2 separate regions of the Mus musculus genome follow, and region 2 is linked to region 1. The links are chromatin contacts, called in public HiChIP or PLAC-seq maps. All regions are on one chromosome and are shown on one strand. The core of a region is the stretch at or near the end of the contact, and the rest is flanking DNA. Distances in the headings are between cores, read along the strand shown. Region 1 holds the start of Lmx1a (LIM homeobox transcription factor 1 alpha). Region 2 overlaps Lmx1a (LIM homeobox transcription factor 1 alpha).

Region 1 (7,548 bases), core at 52-2,551:
GGGGTTGGGGGCTCTAGGCGATCCCCGCGACCTCCAGGTGTCTGAGGTTAGTCATCACTTACGGTGCAGATCCGAGAGCAACCGGATCCCCATCCCGCCCGCGTGAAGTCTAGGTGGCACGGATCTCTGCCGAGTCTGGGGTGTAGCTCCCCCGGGGCAACCGTTCCACGTGGAGAGAAGGAAAAGTTTGGCGCGTCCGGGAGGTCCGGGCAGCAGACTGGAGCATCAGGCTGTAGCCTCGCGGTGGGTCGAGCAGCCAAGCCGGGGAAACAGAGCACCGCGGGCCCCGCCACGGGACGCGCTCCCAGGCCCCCGCCCTGCGCACCCCACCCCCTTCCCGGGCCGCGCACGCAGCCAGCGGCCACTGTCAGAAACCGCCCGAGCCGCCTCGAAGAAGGCAGGGCGGACTTTGCACCCAGGACCCTGGGCCTCCGGTTCCACCGCCGATCTTGGAGCAGCCGCCTGGTTTCCCCTTCCCGGCTGCAGAGCGGCGCGTGTTGGCGGGACGTCCCGAGGAGGATCGGCGGCTTGAGGCCACGGCCCGGCCCCACTCCGGCGCGCCGAGGAGCGGAATCGGGGGCCGGCGTTCGCTCCTGCTCTCTCCCGGGTGCGCCGGAGTCCGGGCGGCTGCTCTGGCTGCAGCCTAGGGGACGCCTCCTCCCTCCGCCAAAGCTGCCCGGCGTCTCCCGGCCACTTCGCGCTGCTCCGGACGCTGGGCGCGAGCTCGCCCATCAGGTAAGGAAGGCTGCGGGGATCCTTAGGCTCCGGCTCGGGCGGGCGTGTTTCTGAAAGTTGATTTGAAATGCATCCAAGAGTGAACCGGGCCAGTCGCGGCTCCTCCCCAAGGCGACTCCTTTGCTCCTGCAGACGTTCCCGGCACTGGCCGACCGGCGGGAGGACCTCCCCGCGCGCCCCGCACGCCTACTCCCGAGCGCCCCCCCCCCACCCCCCAAGCAGAGCGCTGCGCCAGGAGTACGGAAGCAGGCGGGACAGTCTCCGAGTCCCTTACTCTGCCTCTCTCTAAGACAGGTGAGGGTCGAAAGTGAGTGGTGGTGCCACTGGGATATCGGACCTGGTTGGTCCCGGCTTGGCCCTGGCTCTGAGAGCAGGCGTACCCCCACCCCATCACACAGAGTACCATAGTTCTAGTGGTGGGATCCCTAGGGGCCACATTAGTATAGGATGGGGCGGAGTCGGTCTTGGAATGGGAAACCTGGGGACAGGGGTGGGGGTGGGGGTTAGGAGAACGCAGTTAGGGGGCGGAGGCCTTAGCACATAACGCGTTGACTTCAAGTGAAATCAGAGCCGTCCGAGCAGTTCACGGTGGCTCTTCTCTCTCCTCCCACCTTACATTTCCCTTGTCTGGACTCTACCCTCTAGGCTCATTCTTGTCGCCCTGGACACTGCTTCTGTCCTGTCCCAGGAGAGTGGCAACTGAGGGTGCGGAGTCCCAACAGGCACGGGAAGCTAGACTCAACCGTTCCTCCGCTCTACAGGTCCTCCTGGCTCACCCCGAACATGTTGGACGGCCTGAAGATGGAGGAGAACTTTCAAAGTGCGATTGAGACCTCGGCATCTTTCTCCTCTTTGCTGGGTAAGTGTTCAACCGCATGCTCCCTAGAGCATCCTCCTTCTGCCGGGGCCGGGAGCTCAGTACGTCAGGTCTCTGATACTGGGTTAAGCGACCAGACTAGCACCCTCTTCGCGCGCACACAGAGGTGCCCACAATCTCTGTCTTTCCGTGTCCATCAGTCCTTTTGAGTCGTCCCTACCTAAATACAACCATCAAGCCTCCCCAGGCTTCACGAGTTCAACATCGAATTCCCCAAAGCCTTGAGGGGCGGGCGAGCATGTTCACAAGGCATTTGAGTGGCAAGTGATTAATAATACCCAGGGCTGGATTTTTAATCACGGAGCTGATCGACGGCTCATAAATGCCACCGGTTTCTCAGAGGCCTGTGTCCTAGCATGAGAGATCCGAGGCCCAGAGCGCCCAGGTTCTTCTCTTCCCCCACCAACTGCAGCCCCAATTTTAGTATTGGGCATGGCCGAGAGGCTTTTCCGGGCTGGTGGGCAGCGCTGCGCTGGGATTAGCTTGCACGGCGGGGCCCTTGCCTGGTCTTTAATTAACTGAAGCCGGACCCCTGTTCCGCAAGCTTGGTATCCCTCTACCCCCAACCCAGCCACTTCGAAGGAGCAGAGAATAGAGAGATCCAAAGAGTCATACCCATGGGTCTTTCAGAGTTCAGGCTTGTTTTGCCAGTGTCTCTTCAACTCTCCCTTTGGAATTTTCAAGTTTGGAGAAAAAAATGTTTTGTTTTGTTTTGTTTTTAAATTTTCTTTCTTCCTGTGTTTCTTCCCGCTTCTTTCTGAAGGAGAGATTTTTCTTTTATTTAAACCTCTTGCCTCTTTCTCTAACTTTAGAACCAATAGAGTGGGGCTGAAAAAATTTCGATTATAGAAACCATGTCCAGAGAGAAATCGCCCACTCCACCCCAACAGTTCAGAGGAAACGAAATTACAAAACCCATGCCCTCTTCTTTCAACCTCCCTTTCGAAATTGTCAGGATTTTCTCCCCAGAGCAAGAAGGAAGACGCAGGCTAGAGCCTGTGTGCGGACTCAGGCACACTGGGTTTGGTTCTCTGCACCATGAGACCCGCGACCCATCCTATGGTTTGTCCCAACCATAGGATGGGGTGCTGAGACCAAGACAACAGAAATTTACAATTGAGAACGACCACTTTCTCCCCAGGCCTTCTTGCTGGCTTCCCACCACACAAAACGACCTGTCCAGCTTACAAAGCAGAAAGTGAGATTAGTGTAGTGGTATGGAGAAGGATCGTCCCTTTGGGACATCACAGACAAGAGTGTTCTTGTGGGACAAGGGCTTCTTTAAACGGTTGTGAAAATTGTCAACAAAGGCGGCCAAGTATTTCTCCCTTGCTTGTTGGGGGCAAGGGGGGGGGCTGGAACAAGACCCGAAGGGAAAAAGTCAAAAAGGTCAAAGGGTAGGGCAGAGAAGATTCTCTGACTGAGCTAAGAGGTTTGTTGCTCCAATCAGCGCTTCTGAGCGCAGAAGATCTAGAATTCTCTGGCCAGCACCCTTCTCAGGGTCTCTGCGCTCAGCTATTATTTTTCCCCATCTTGACGTTTCCTAATTATGAAAAGCCACCTGCAATTTTCACGCCAAACAAGACATAGGAGAGATTCACTAGTTTGCACAGTACTGAGCTCACGTAGGGAGAGATGGTATTTTTCTGCCCCCGCAGGCCGCCTTTTATGAAGAAAACAGAAAATGATAATTTTCCTTAAAAAAATAGAACTCAGTTGCAAGCAAATTATTATCGATCATTTAAAAGTAGTCAAAGGACACAAATACAGTGATTTAATGATTAATGACGACTTGAGAGTCCTGGGAGCACAAATTTATATGTAATCTAATTTAAAGGCGTAGTGAAAGCTCGCAATATACCTGGATCTGTCTAATAACTAAGACCATTTATTGACTTCAGCCCCCTCCCTCGCTAAAATTTATACCTTGCTACTTAGTCTTTATGTATTAGTAACGTCATCGTCACTTGGTTTGATTTTTCGGAATATCTGATCATCAGAGGAGCTTCCTGAGGGTGCAAGGCCCAGGGTGGGTCTAATCCTATCGAGAGCAGGTTTGGCTGGGGTTAGCTTGCCGGTGTGGCTCACCGGCAACATCTGTTGCTGTTGTAGGCAGAGCGGTGAGCCCCAAGTCTGTCTGCGAGGGCTGTCAGCGGGTCATCTCGGACAGGTTTCTGCTGCGGCTCAACGACAGCTTCTGGCACGAGCAATGCGTGCAGTGTGCCTCCTGCAAAGAGCCCCTGGAGACCACCTGCTTCTACCGGGACAAGAAGCTCTACTGCAAGTACCACTACGAGAAGTAAGTGCCTGCTTCGCCGGAGCGCGCCCACTCACCTCCACGGGTGTGCGCTGGGGACCGTGTCCTCCTGCACCCTCTTCGAGGAGGCACTCGCAGGAAAGGCCAGTAAATCTCGCGCATCCGCGTTCGGTACACTCCCCGGGTTGCGGGAAGTCCATCCGTATGCACAACTTGGGGCCCGGGAGAGCCGCAATGCGGGGTTTTTGGTTTTGTTTTTGTTTTGCCGCGAACATATTTTCAAATCATTCCAAGTTCATCAACCCGGGCCAGGGCATTCACAGAGATCACTTTGCCGGGGAGCGGGGAGCTAGCGACTAGCGACCCTTTTTTTCCATTTCATCTTTCTCAAGGGTTTGCATGGCTCTGGAGTTTGTGCCCATCAGTAAGGATCGGGTGGTTTCTGTCCCGTGGGCACATTTTTTTTTTCTCCTGGGCTTGATCAAATCAGGTTTGGAAATGACCTTTTTTGCCCTGCACCCTTGTTTGGCGTTTCCAGTAACCCCCTCTTCGGGTTTTCAGGAGTTCGTAGGCTAGAGGGAAACTGTTCTGCAGAGCGTCTCCACCCTGTTCTAGACTAGGGAAGTTATCTGACAGGACGCATGTTCGATGCTCATATCAGCATGCAGAACTGGGAGGCAGGTAATGAAGAGAGCGAGCGGTTCTTTTCCCAATCTGGATTTCTGAAATACCCTTGGGATTGTGGTGTGTGTGGTAGGATGCCCTTATTGTCAGAAGACTGGCCAGGAGGAGCCCTGCGGAAGTAAGGAGAGGAAGCTGTCTTGCATTTCAACACTGGCCAATTCATAGGGACATTGGATTCCTAGGATTGTGGAGGGCTAGCCAGAAAGAAAAATGGCTCAGAGCTCTTCTGTTTTTGTGCGCAAGGGCTGGCATATGTTGATTGTGTGTGCATGCATGCGTGTGTGTGTGTGTGTGTGTGTGTGTGTGTGTGTGTGTGTGTGTACACGGAGGAAATGCAGCCCCTTTCACTCCACTATGTGGAGAGAGGCTGAGGAAGGTCAGCGTGTGCCTGTGCCTGTGCCTGTGACGACGACGCACAGTGAAAAGAAGTGCAAAGGAGGGTTGGCTATCAAAACAAAAAACACAGGGGAAAGGAAGAACAGAGGAAAAAAAAATGGACCAAGTTAGACGCAGCAGCCACCACCACCCTCTCTGCTACTCAGTCCTCCTGCTCCGACATAAAATGCCTGACTTTTACCTCCGTGTGGAGAGACCACCAGGTCTTCCTGTTGTCTCAGAAGTGCTTTACATTTTTTTCAGAACCTAAAAAAACCAAAACCCCCCAAAACTAACAAAATCAAAAACAAAAAAACAACAAAAGCAAAAACAAATCAAAATAAAACATGCTTGCATTTATGTGAGTTGTACAATACAGAAATCAGCAAAGAAGCAAAACTCCCCCTGATCTTTATGGTAAACAATTTTGAAAGAAAAAAAAAATACTGCTGTCTGTGCTGGCTTGTCTGCTTGTAGCCCCCGAGTCCGGGTAAAAACTGTGATTTTTAGGTAATTAAGCGGATTTGGTCTATACAACGTCAAGTAGACAAAGCCTGGTGACTGCTCGCTTCCCCCCCCCCCCTGCTTTTCATGGCCGGTTTTGGTATTGTGTGAGCCCAATCTTTATCTTTCTGCTTATAGATTAGAGAAAGGTCCACATCCTTCAGGCACAACACTGGCAAATTCAAACGTATTGGAGCTTAGGGAAGGATTTGGCTTGTGATTTTTCTATTCTGTTTGTTAAAAAAAGAAAATCAGGAATCAAAGAAGGCTCAAGGGTCAACACAGCTGTCTGGCCAGTCAAATCTTCTTTAAGGAAGTCAGGCTGTGTCAAGAGGAGAAGAAACAGTTGCCTTAGAGTGCTTAACAGAACAGTATCCCTTCCATTGCAGCCCTCCAGGTTTGGGCTTATTAGCCGAGAGGGTCAGTTCTCCCCTCACAAAGCTATTTCTGCGAAGAGAAAATTGCAGGGATCAACTTGCCAGCTGTTGGTCAAAATCAAGATTTTATAGAGGGTGTGAGCTACATTGTTCAAAGACCTGTTAGTGTGATGCTGAAAGGGTTTTTTTTTTAATTTTAATTTAAAAATATTTACGGGCACATGGATATCCAAGATCAGCTTGCTTGGACTGCTCAGCTCTGAGCACAGTTTCAGAGCAAGCATGCTCGCAGCCTGTCAGTGGAGGCTGTTTTAGATTCATTTATTCCTCCCTTAAATTCCATCTCTCCTCTCTTCCCCCTCTCAGTCCCGTCTTCTCTCAGCAAACCAGCATTTTAATGTCCTCAATACTCTTAAGACACTTGATGTAGGAGGGAGTGAAGAGATGATTTCTTCTTTCTCTCTCTCTCTCTCTCTCTCTCTCTCTCTCTCTCTCTCTCTCTCTCTCTCTCTCTCCCTTCCTTCCTTCCTTCCTTCCTTCCTTCCTTTCTTTCTTTCTTTCTTTCTTTCTTTCTTTCTTTAAGTTGGGCTCAGGAAAAATTCCTTTATTCAACAGGCTTTTATGGAGCTTCTACACGTAAAACCCTGGTTGTGACGAGGAAAATCATTGGAAAATTCTTGGAGCTCGATGGCAGGCGGCTTCTAGCCTGGCACGTTTCCCATCTATTTTACCCAGACTAGCAAGGGCTTCCTGAAAAGGTTTCTCCACTTACACAGGACTAGGTATCTGCTAGAAGCTATCTGGAATGGCCACATGTTAATCCTGGAGGGTACAGCTCAACTTGGGGGCAATAGTCATGAAACTCACAGAAATTGCTTCCCCTCTTACTGCAATGGAAACCCCTCTCCCTGGATGTGTTTCCTCCACACTAAGGTCCCAGACAAGGTAAAGGGAGAGGGAAAATAAGATGTGTGTTAGATGCTAAGAGCCATGGTGGTTCATTATAGGCACTTGATAGAAAAGGGATCAGACAGTACTTTGATCCCTCAAATCTGTAAAGTGTAAGTGCTGTTTCTACATAAAGAAATGAATGAATGCATTGCACTCTCTGGTGACTGCCATGAGCACAGTTTTAGCAGCAGAGGTTATCACATTTATTTCTGCCATGTGTGTGCATTTCTGGATCATTGGAAGGTCTAGATTTGTATTTCAATCATTACCTGCATATCCCTGGAGTCAGGTCAGGCCTTCCCTTAAATGGAATGGGATTTATTGGAGGTGGGGTAGAAATAGGAGCAGGAGACTGGGGAGGGTAGGGGGTGACAGTAACCAGAATCACTTGCTCTGTGTATGAAATTGTCAGGGTAACCACTCCAGTACAGGATGCTTAGAAAGACAGAATTCCATTGTGTCAGAGTTCTTTTCAGTTCCCCAATGCGAAACATCAACTTCTTTCTCATGAAGGCAGTGGATTGATGGTGGCATCTTGGACAAGAGTGTTCATTTGAAACCTCAGGATGTTTTACTAAGTATTGGCCTCCTCCACTATGGCACCCTTAGGAATACTTTATTTTTCAGCTATCCAAAACAAACAAGCATTTCAAGGCCAGAGTGTAGTATGGCGATTTATGAACAGCCAGAAATCAAGAACTGGGCGGGGCGGGGCGGGGGGGGGGTTCCCTTGCTCAGGGTGTCATCGAAGAAAAAACAACTGATTCTAAGAAAAGACAACACTGGTG
Region 2 (7,700 bases), core at 1,745-4,244, 99 kb after region 1:
GATATAAAAGGCAGAGACATAGCCAGTCAACGTACTCCATGTATGTGTTCTTATTCAGTTCTTACTTGCTAAGAGATATAGTCAGCACGCTTGCTTCTATCCTCTGTGCAAACCGAGGCTGCAAGAGCCAATGGTGAATAAGTCAGGTCATTAGGATGTGGTAGAGTCTGTGCAGTAGACTTTCAACAAGACTCATAGTTGTGCCTCTTGCAGCTTTTGGCTGTACAAGAAGATGTAAGCAGAGCATGGAGTGAAGTTGCAGCCAGTCTGTACTTCCCTGCCTGGAAAAGGATGGGGTAAAGATAGCAAGAGTAGGGGAGAGAGGGAGGGGAAAGAAAGGCTTCTGTGACCAGTAGCCTCAGTCGATTGTGTGCGTACTTCTCTGATGTTTCTCTGTACACATCCCAAAGACCATCATGTAGAGCCCTGCCATAGTTGGGGCTTCTATTGCTGTGGTGAAACACAGGAAAGAGTTGAAACACGGCAGGATCCTGGAGTCATGAGCTGTTGCAGAAAGGATAGGAGGGTAATGTTCACTGGCATGCTCAGCCTGTTTTCTTATACAACCCAGGATCACCAGCCCAGGGATGGCACCACTCAGTAAGTTAGGAAAATTCCCTGCAGGCTTGCCTACAGCCTGTCTTATGGAGGCATTATTCTTAAACGAGGTTCTCTCCTTTCATATGACTTTAGCTTTTGTCAAATTGACATGAAGCTAGCCAGCACAACTGATCCCTAGTCAACTTGACAATAAACATATCATTGTTGATCCACAACCTTTCCTTTCTTGTTCATCCCAAGATCACACAGTAATAATGAAACCACATGATATAAAACATTTTACAAATTTAGAAAGTCCAGCAGCCTTACAAATTCACTTTAAAAGTTGTCTCTTTAAAAATATACAGTCTCTTATAAAATACAAATTCTCTGCAAAACATCCCCAATCTCTTTTAAAAAAATACTAAAGTCTCTCAACTGTGGGGTCCTGTAAAATAAAAAATAAAACACTTTCTTACTGTAAAGGGAAAGAAGCAGGGCGCATTTACAATCTGAACCAAACAGTGTAGACCACACGATGTCAATGTCTGGGATCTACTCATGATCGTCTGTGTTTCTCCAAAGTGCTTGGCTCTCTTCTCCATCTCTGCTCTCTGTAGCACACACAGCTCGTCCTCTAGGCTCCAGCTGGCTCCATGCCACTGCTGCTCCTATTTTGGGTGGCCATCCCATGGTACTGGCATCCCCAAAATGCTGGGGTCCCTTGCAGCAACTAGGTTACACTTTCACCAATAGCCTCTCATAGGCTTTTGCATGGGGTCAAGCCTCAACTTCTCTGCATAACCCTTTAATCCTGGGCCTTCTCAGGCTGTGCCTTCCCCAGTGGCCCTTCCTAGCCTCTCACAGCACCAAGCCTCAGCAGCTCTATATGACCCCTTCATGCCTTCAAAACTAGTCCAACCTGGGTGACTGCTATACTACAAGCTTACAACCTTGGCTGTGTCTGGAGCCTAGCGTTGGTGGGCTGACTCTCAGAATACACTTTCCAAAAGATTTCTCCTCGGTGATGCTGGTCTCTTCATCACTGCTAATTTCTTAGCCCCTGCTGACCAGCACTGAGTATCCCAGCAAAGCAAAGGTTTCACTTTAATATTTCTGGTACCTTGTTAATCACAGCTGATTCTTCAGCGCCAGCTGACCAGAACTACAGACTCTTCACACAGAAAGCCCTGCAGAGTTTTGCTTCCCTCTTTATAAGCCAGGCCTCCATTGCATGCACTGCTGTCAACATTCTTTTTCCTGAGTTCAGTTCACTGAGCTCTCAACACTCAATGACTTTCCTAGCCCGGAGTTCCAAAATTCTTCCACAATCTACCCCCAAAACAACACGGTAAAGTCAGTTGTAGCAATACCCTCATTATCCTTGTAGGAACTTGTCTCAGTCAGTGTTTCTGTTGCTGCCATGAAACAACATGAGTGAAAAGCAAGTCAGAAAGAAAGGGGTTTATTCAGCTTATCCTTCTATATCACCGTTCACCATTGAAGGAAGTCAGGATAGGAGCTCAAACAGGCAGGAACTCGGAGGCAAGAGCTGATGCAGAGGCTATGGAGGGTGCTGCTTACTGTCTCACTCTTTACGGCTCACTGAAACTGCGTTCTTATGGAACTCAGGACCATCAGCCCAGGGGTGGCACTACCCACAGTGGGAGGGGCCCTCCTCTATCTATTACTAATTAAGAAAATGCTCTACAGGGTGGCCCACAGCCCAATATTATGGAGGCATTTTCTCAACTGAGGTTTCCTCCTCTCAGAATAAGTAAATCGAGCCACCCCTAGCCTCCTGCCCACTGTGACTCTCTAAGAACAAAGGTAGCTTTATTTGCTATGATACCCCTCCTCAAAGAAGGTGATCTGTAGACAGAGGGGCTCAATACCAGGGACCCTGTTGCACAGGATGATTTTCTACAAGGAAGATGCTCCATTTTCATTTTACAAGTGGGGATGAGATAATGATATACAAGGGAGAGATACCCCAAAAGGGGAGAAGAGAGGGGGGAAGGGGGGAGGGGGGAGGGGAGGGGAGGGGAGGGGAGAGAAGAGAAATGGAGAAGAGAAGAGAAGAGAAGAGAAGAGAAGAGAAGAGAAGAGAAGAGAAGAGAAGAGAAGAGAAGAGATTTAGAATGGTGAGAAAAGTTGGATGCTGTCAGGTCTACAGAGGTGAGCTGGGTAGTTCTGGAGACATTGCCCAGCTTTCCAGCAGCCTGCCAGACTCTGAACCCAGAGTGCAGACTCATTAGCATTCAGAGGGGGACTAACCATGGGGGACACATCTCAAGCACTAGGAAGAGACAGGCTGTGTTTTAATTATGACCTGGACTTTTGAACAAATCCTTTTCTCTGCTTCTCTGAGCCTCAGAGAAAACAACTTATGGGAGGCTGTGCAGTCGGCAGCTGGGTCCACAGTGGTACCCGTACAGCTGTGTACACATCTGGCACCCAGGTGGTAGATGGCATGTTCCTCTTCTCGAATTGCTCTTGAAGGTTACAAGAGACAAGGGAGTAAGGTGCAGCTGACGTGGTTTGGCTCCAGGGAGGGAGAACGGAAGGAACAAGGCTTGCTGGACTCTCTGGCCTGCAGTCCTCCAGGGAACATGGCCAATTCAGGATTTGAGCCTAGATGACTACTTACACTTAGTCTAGCGCTCCTGAGTCAACATGGCGGACACTCTTTGTTATGCTCGCTCCACCCCTCTCTCCTTTAACACAGGGTGGAAATTTATGGAGTGAGTGACAAATTTAACAGGAAAGAAAAAGGAGGAGGAGATTAATAGGGTAGGAGTCAGACAAGCACAGATGCTACCGCCCGCTGCTGAAGCTCCTTAAGTGTTTGTTGACTCCCTGGGAACGTTTGCCCTGAGTCTGCTTAACAGTCCATTTCAGGGGATAGGGAAAAGAAGCAAGGCGTGGGGACAAAGGGTCTTTGACTGGCTACTGGAAAAGCATTGATTAGTTTGCTCAGGTTGGCAAACAGAGACCAGGGACTTGGGAGGCCGAGGGATGAACTAGGTAGACTTTCTACACAGCACGTGGCATCTAGCAGGGGGAGAGGGTGTAAAAGAAAATATTGGAGGGACTCCAGTAATAAGTCGGGGAAAACCGCAGTGGGCAGCTGGAGGGAGGGAGGGGGAGGGGAAAGGCTTCTGGTCCTTGCAGTTCTGGGTGTGGAGCGTATTAGTAGTGAAAAGGCAGCACCAGCCATTGGATAGGTGCTCAACGTTATCCTCCATCACAGTGTGTGAGAGATGGGGAGGGGGCGTGTAAAGTGAGTTGCTTCACAGGGGCTGAGGGATGGGCACAGGAGCTCACAGCTTAGACTGTAGGCCATACAGCACACTCCTTCCAATCCTGCAGATCGCATCCTGTCCTGGGAGGCTGTCCGTGGGTGGCTCCAGGATCCATGGCAGATGACCTTGTTAATCTTTTTCAAGCTTTGGCTTCCTCCACTCAAAGCTTCAATGTCTTCCCTCTCTCCAGTACCAGTCTGTGTGTCATGCCTCCTTGGGAGCCCTTCCCAAGCCTCCTTTCCACCTTCAGATTGTTCCAGTCTTCGGCAAGCTTCCAAGACAAACACACTGTGTGAGGAGGGTATTGCCATATAACCCAACAATTTTATGGCTGGGAAGCGATTGACTAATTCCTTATGCATGCTCCGACTCCGTGTTCTAATATTTTGTAGCCACCACCGGACACCTCTGCATTTTTTTTTTTTTTGCCACTATGGCACACACATGGGGGTCAGAGGTCACCTTTATGAAGTCAGTTTTCCCCTCACATCTTTAAGTGGGCCTCAGGGTTTGAATTCAGGTTGTCAGGTTTGCATGGCAAGGACCTTGATCCACCCTGCCATCTTCCTAGTGTGACTTATGTTCTTCCACAAGCAGATGAGCTCCAAACGGTGGAGGATTTGTCTTGCATACTGTGGAGGCTACAGCAATCACACACACACACACACACACACACACACACACACAGATGGGGCGTGGTTTCTATTGCTCCCCTCTCTGTTCAATCACAGAGTGAATAGTGGATCACAGCCCAGCAATCACACACACACACACACACACACACACACACACACAGATGGGGCGTGGTTTCTATTGCTCCCCTCTCTGTTCAATCACAGAGTGAATAGTGGATCACAGCCCGTGCAGTGGATGTTTCTGAATTAATGAAAACAAGAGAATGAAAAGAAGAAAGAGCGACTGTCCGATGAACAAGCAAAGAGATAGGACTGGCCCCACTCAGGCCAATGTGGTAGTTGGCTTGTTTATAGGAAAATCTTCTGTTGTTTATGTTGTTTCCGTCATTTCTGCCAAAGTGGGTCAAATTAGCAGAACAAATTGGCATGGTCTCCCTAAATATACTTTGTATCCACTTGTGTCTGTCTTTGTGAAGAAGGGGGCAGTGCAGTTTTATGCCCCGCCCCCTCCTTGCTGCCCTCTCTCTTGCCAGCTGACCTTCCTATATCTATCAGCTCCTCTGGTATGCAGGGATAAGCAGAGAATGTTTTGTAAAGACTCCTGCCCTTGCGATCATGTTACTAGTTTAAAAAAGAAAATGGCTCTTTCTTTTGAAAGCAGAAAAATGCTATAATGACTGAATATCACAGATATGTTAAGATGTTTATGTGCTTATGCCACAATGTTTACAAATGCAATTATAATCTCATCAGATAATTTAAAAGTGAAAAAAATGAGATATTTAAATTTTTGGGCTTTCATTAGTCAGCCTTAGTTGTCATGGATTGAGGGAGACCAGAAAGTCACCGATTACCCTGAATCTGAAATCTGCACCAGTACAAACATTCCTGTCCCAGGGTTGAAGGTCCTCTTGCTGTTGACTGGCAGGGAGACCTCATCGCTTTTCTTTCTCTCCCTCTTGTAGACTGTTTGCTGTCAAATGTGGGGGCTGCTTCGAGGCCATTGCGCCCAATGAGTTTGTCATGCGTGCCCAGAAGAGCGTATACCACCTGAGCTGCTTCTGCTGCTGCGTCTGTGAGCGACAGCTGCAGAAGGGTGACGAGTTTGTCCTGAAGGAGGGCCAGCTGCTCTGCAAAGGGGACTATGAGAAAGAACGGGAGCTGCTGAGCCTGGTGAGCCCTGCGGCCTCAGACTCAGGTGAGTGCCTTGTGGTTGCGGGGAAGGTGGTCCATGGGATGCAGCCTAGGTCTATGGCAAGGCAATTCTCTGCATTTAAAGAACTTCCTTTTCAAAGCTCAGATACAGCTTTAAGCAGTGACTTACTGTGATGATGATGGTGATGGTGATGGTGATGCATAAGAAATCATGTCTAATTTTCATGGCATACAACCTAAAGCACAGACTTCTGCATTTTGAAGTCTCAGGGTTAACAGGAGTGACTGCTTCAGGCTAGAGTCTGTTGATCTCAATCAGCTGAGCTTAGCTCTCAGCCTAGGTCTGGTTCAGGTCTTCTGTGATTCGCTCTGGGGTTCAGGTTAGAGGAGCAGTAGCTGAAAGGGATGGGCTCCGGCCAGTCACAAAAGGCATGCCCCACTCACTACACAGGCACACTCCAAACCTCCGCTGCCATCACGTCTGCTAATATCCCATTAGCTGAGCTGTATTGCAAGCTCAAACCCCTGGAGTGGGGAATGTGGCTCGAAGACTTGTTGGCTAGGCTTCCATAAGATAGAGAAATAGATTATTAGTTATGGAGATGGGGAATTGAGCCAGCCATTCAGTCTGCGGCCATCACTGAATCTCTCTAAGCACGGTTTGCTCGTCTGCCTGACGTGAGTGCTGGGATCTGCCTGAGGTTTGGTGACTTCCATCATAAAGGAGCGAGAGTATTTTTGTTCTTTCTCTTCCTTACCCACCAGCCTTGGCTCATGGTGACTTCAGAGGAAGTGAGAGGTAGGAGATACAGAGGAGATGCAACGATTTCACAGAGCATGTTCCAGAGGGCCAGCTAATTCTGTGCTTGTAAATGGAGCTTTTCAGGATGATGGCTCCACAGGGCAGAGGTTGTCACACAGGAGTCTGTGTGAAGCCGTGGGTGGTGTTCCTGTGACTGTGCCCATTTTTACCATGGTTTCATTTTATTCCCAGCCTGTAATGTACTTATCAGATGGCTCACAGGTTAAAGTGTTTGTCACACAAGTGTGATGGCTAGAGTTTTGTTCCCCCAGAACCTATGTAAATGCTGGTTGGGGACAATGACCCACCTGTAGTGATAACCTTGAAGATGGAGACAGGGTCTCCAGTGCAAGCAGGCTAGCAAGACTAACAATATCGTGAGCTCTGGGTTTGATTGAGAAAGCATGACTCAGTGACTAAGGTAGAAGAATGATAATTGTGAGAACCAACCTGGGGCATCCACATGCACTTGAACCCAAGTACACACATACTGGTGCACTCTGTATCACATATTCACACTCACAGAGACACCATATACACAAACACTAACATATACACACTCACACACACACTCACACTCAGAAACTAACACTGCAAAACTCATCACAGATTTTTAGAGCTGAAAGGGACAAGAATCTCCCAGAACCACCCTCCTTAGATACTGAGAGCTGTAAGTAAGATGGCTGTTTCTTAAGTACTTGTTGAGTTAATGTTCTTCTGTCCTGTCATTTTTATGTTTTTGTGTGTGCATGTATGTGTGTTTTTGTGTGTACACATGTGAAGATCAGAGATCAACCTTGAGTGTCATTCCCCAGAAGCTACACACCTTGTTTTCAGAAGCCCTCTTTCTCTCTCTTCCTCCTACTTTCTCATTTTCCTTTATTGTTGATGTGTGTGTGTGTGTGTGTGTGTGTGTGTGTGTGTGTGTGTGTGTGTGTGTGAGGGTTAGGGTTGGGGCATGTGTTTGTTATTAGAGCCCAGTGGTTGATTGTTGGGCATCTTCCTAAATCGCTCTCTACCTCATTCACTGGATCTCCCAGTGAATCTGGAGTTTGCCAGTTCAGTTAGATTGGTCTGAGAGCAAGTCCCTTACCTTGGCACTGGGGTTAGAGTTGTTCAGTGCCACTCCTGGCTTTTACATGGGTCCTGGGAATTTGAACTCAGGTCCCTATGCTTATGTGACAATTACTTTCCTGACTGAGCCTTCTCCCAAGACTTTCTGAACTTTTGAGACAGGGCTTTACTATGGAGCGCAGGCTAACT

The links. HiChIP or PLAC-seq counts read pairs in DNA pulled down with a chosen protein or histone mark.
Region 2: an H3K4me3 HiChIP or PLAC-seq map of embryonic limb bud shows a contact between it and region 1, with 2.2 times the contacts expected there. The contact joins the enhancer-like site here to the promoter of Lmx1a in region 1. A contact is called at or near these places in 1 of 39 promoter capture datasets (liver), 30 of 484 Hi-C or Micro-C datasets (adipose-derived mesenchymal stem cells, brain, cerebellar granule neurons and 13 more), 10 of 115 datasets of contacts at active chromatin or transcription factors (astrocytes, craniofacial prominence, embryonic forebrain and 6 more) and 2 of 9 other capture datasets (embryonic stem cells and pancreatic islet).

What each region holds. Positions count from the first base shown.
Region 1 is chr1:167,688,257-167,695,804 of GRCm38.p6, forward strand. It overlaps Lmx1a (LIM homeobox transcription factor 1 alpha), which reads left to right and starts at 1,302. Exons shown (of 8, transcript NM_033652.5): 1 at 1,302-1,594; 2 at 3,725-3,911. The coding sequence starts at 1,519.
Region 2 is chr1:167,785,892-167,793,591 of GRCm38.p6, forward strand. It overlaps Lmx1a (LIM homeobox transcription factor 1 alpha), which reads left to right. Exons shown (of 8, transcript NM_033652.5): 3 at 5,446-5,678. Among named protein-coding and RNA genes, the nearest start is that of Lmx1a, 100 kb to the left of the region's middle. Within about 2 kb of position 2,995, at least 14 of the 459 cell types and tissues checked have an H3K27ac peak or open chromatin away from gene starts, as enhancers often do. A contact at or near this core is called in embryonic limb bud, where this site is marked.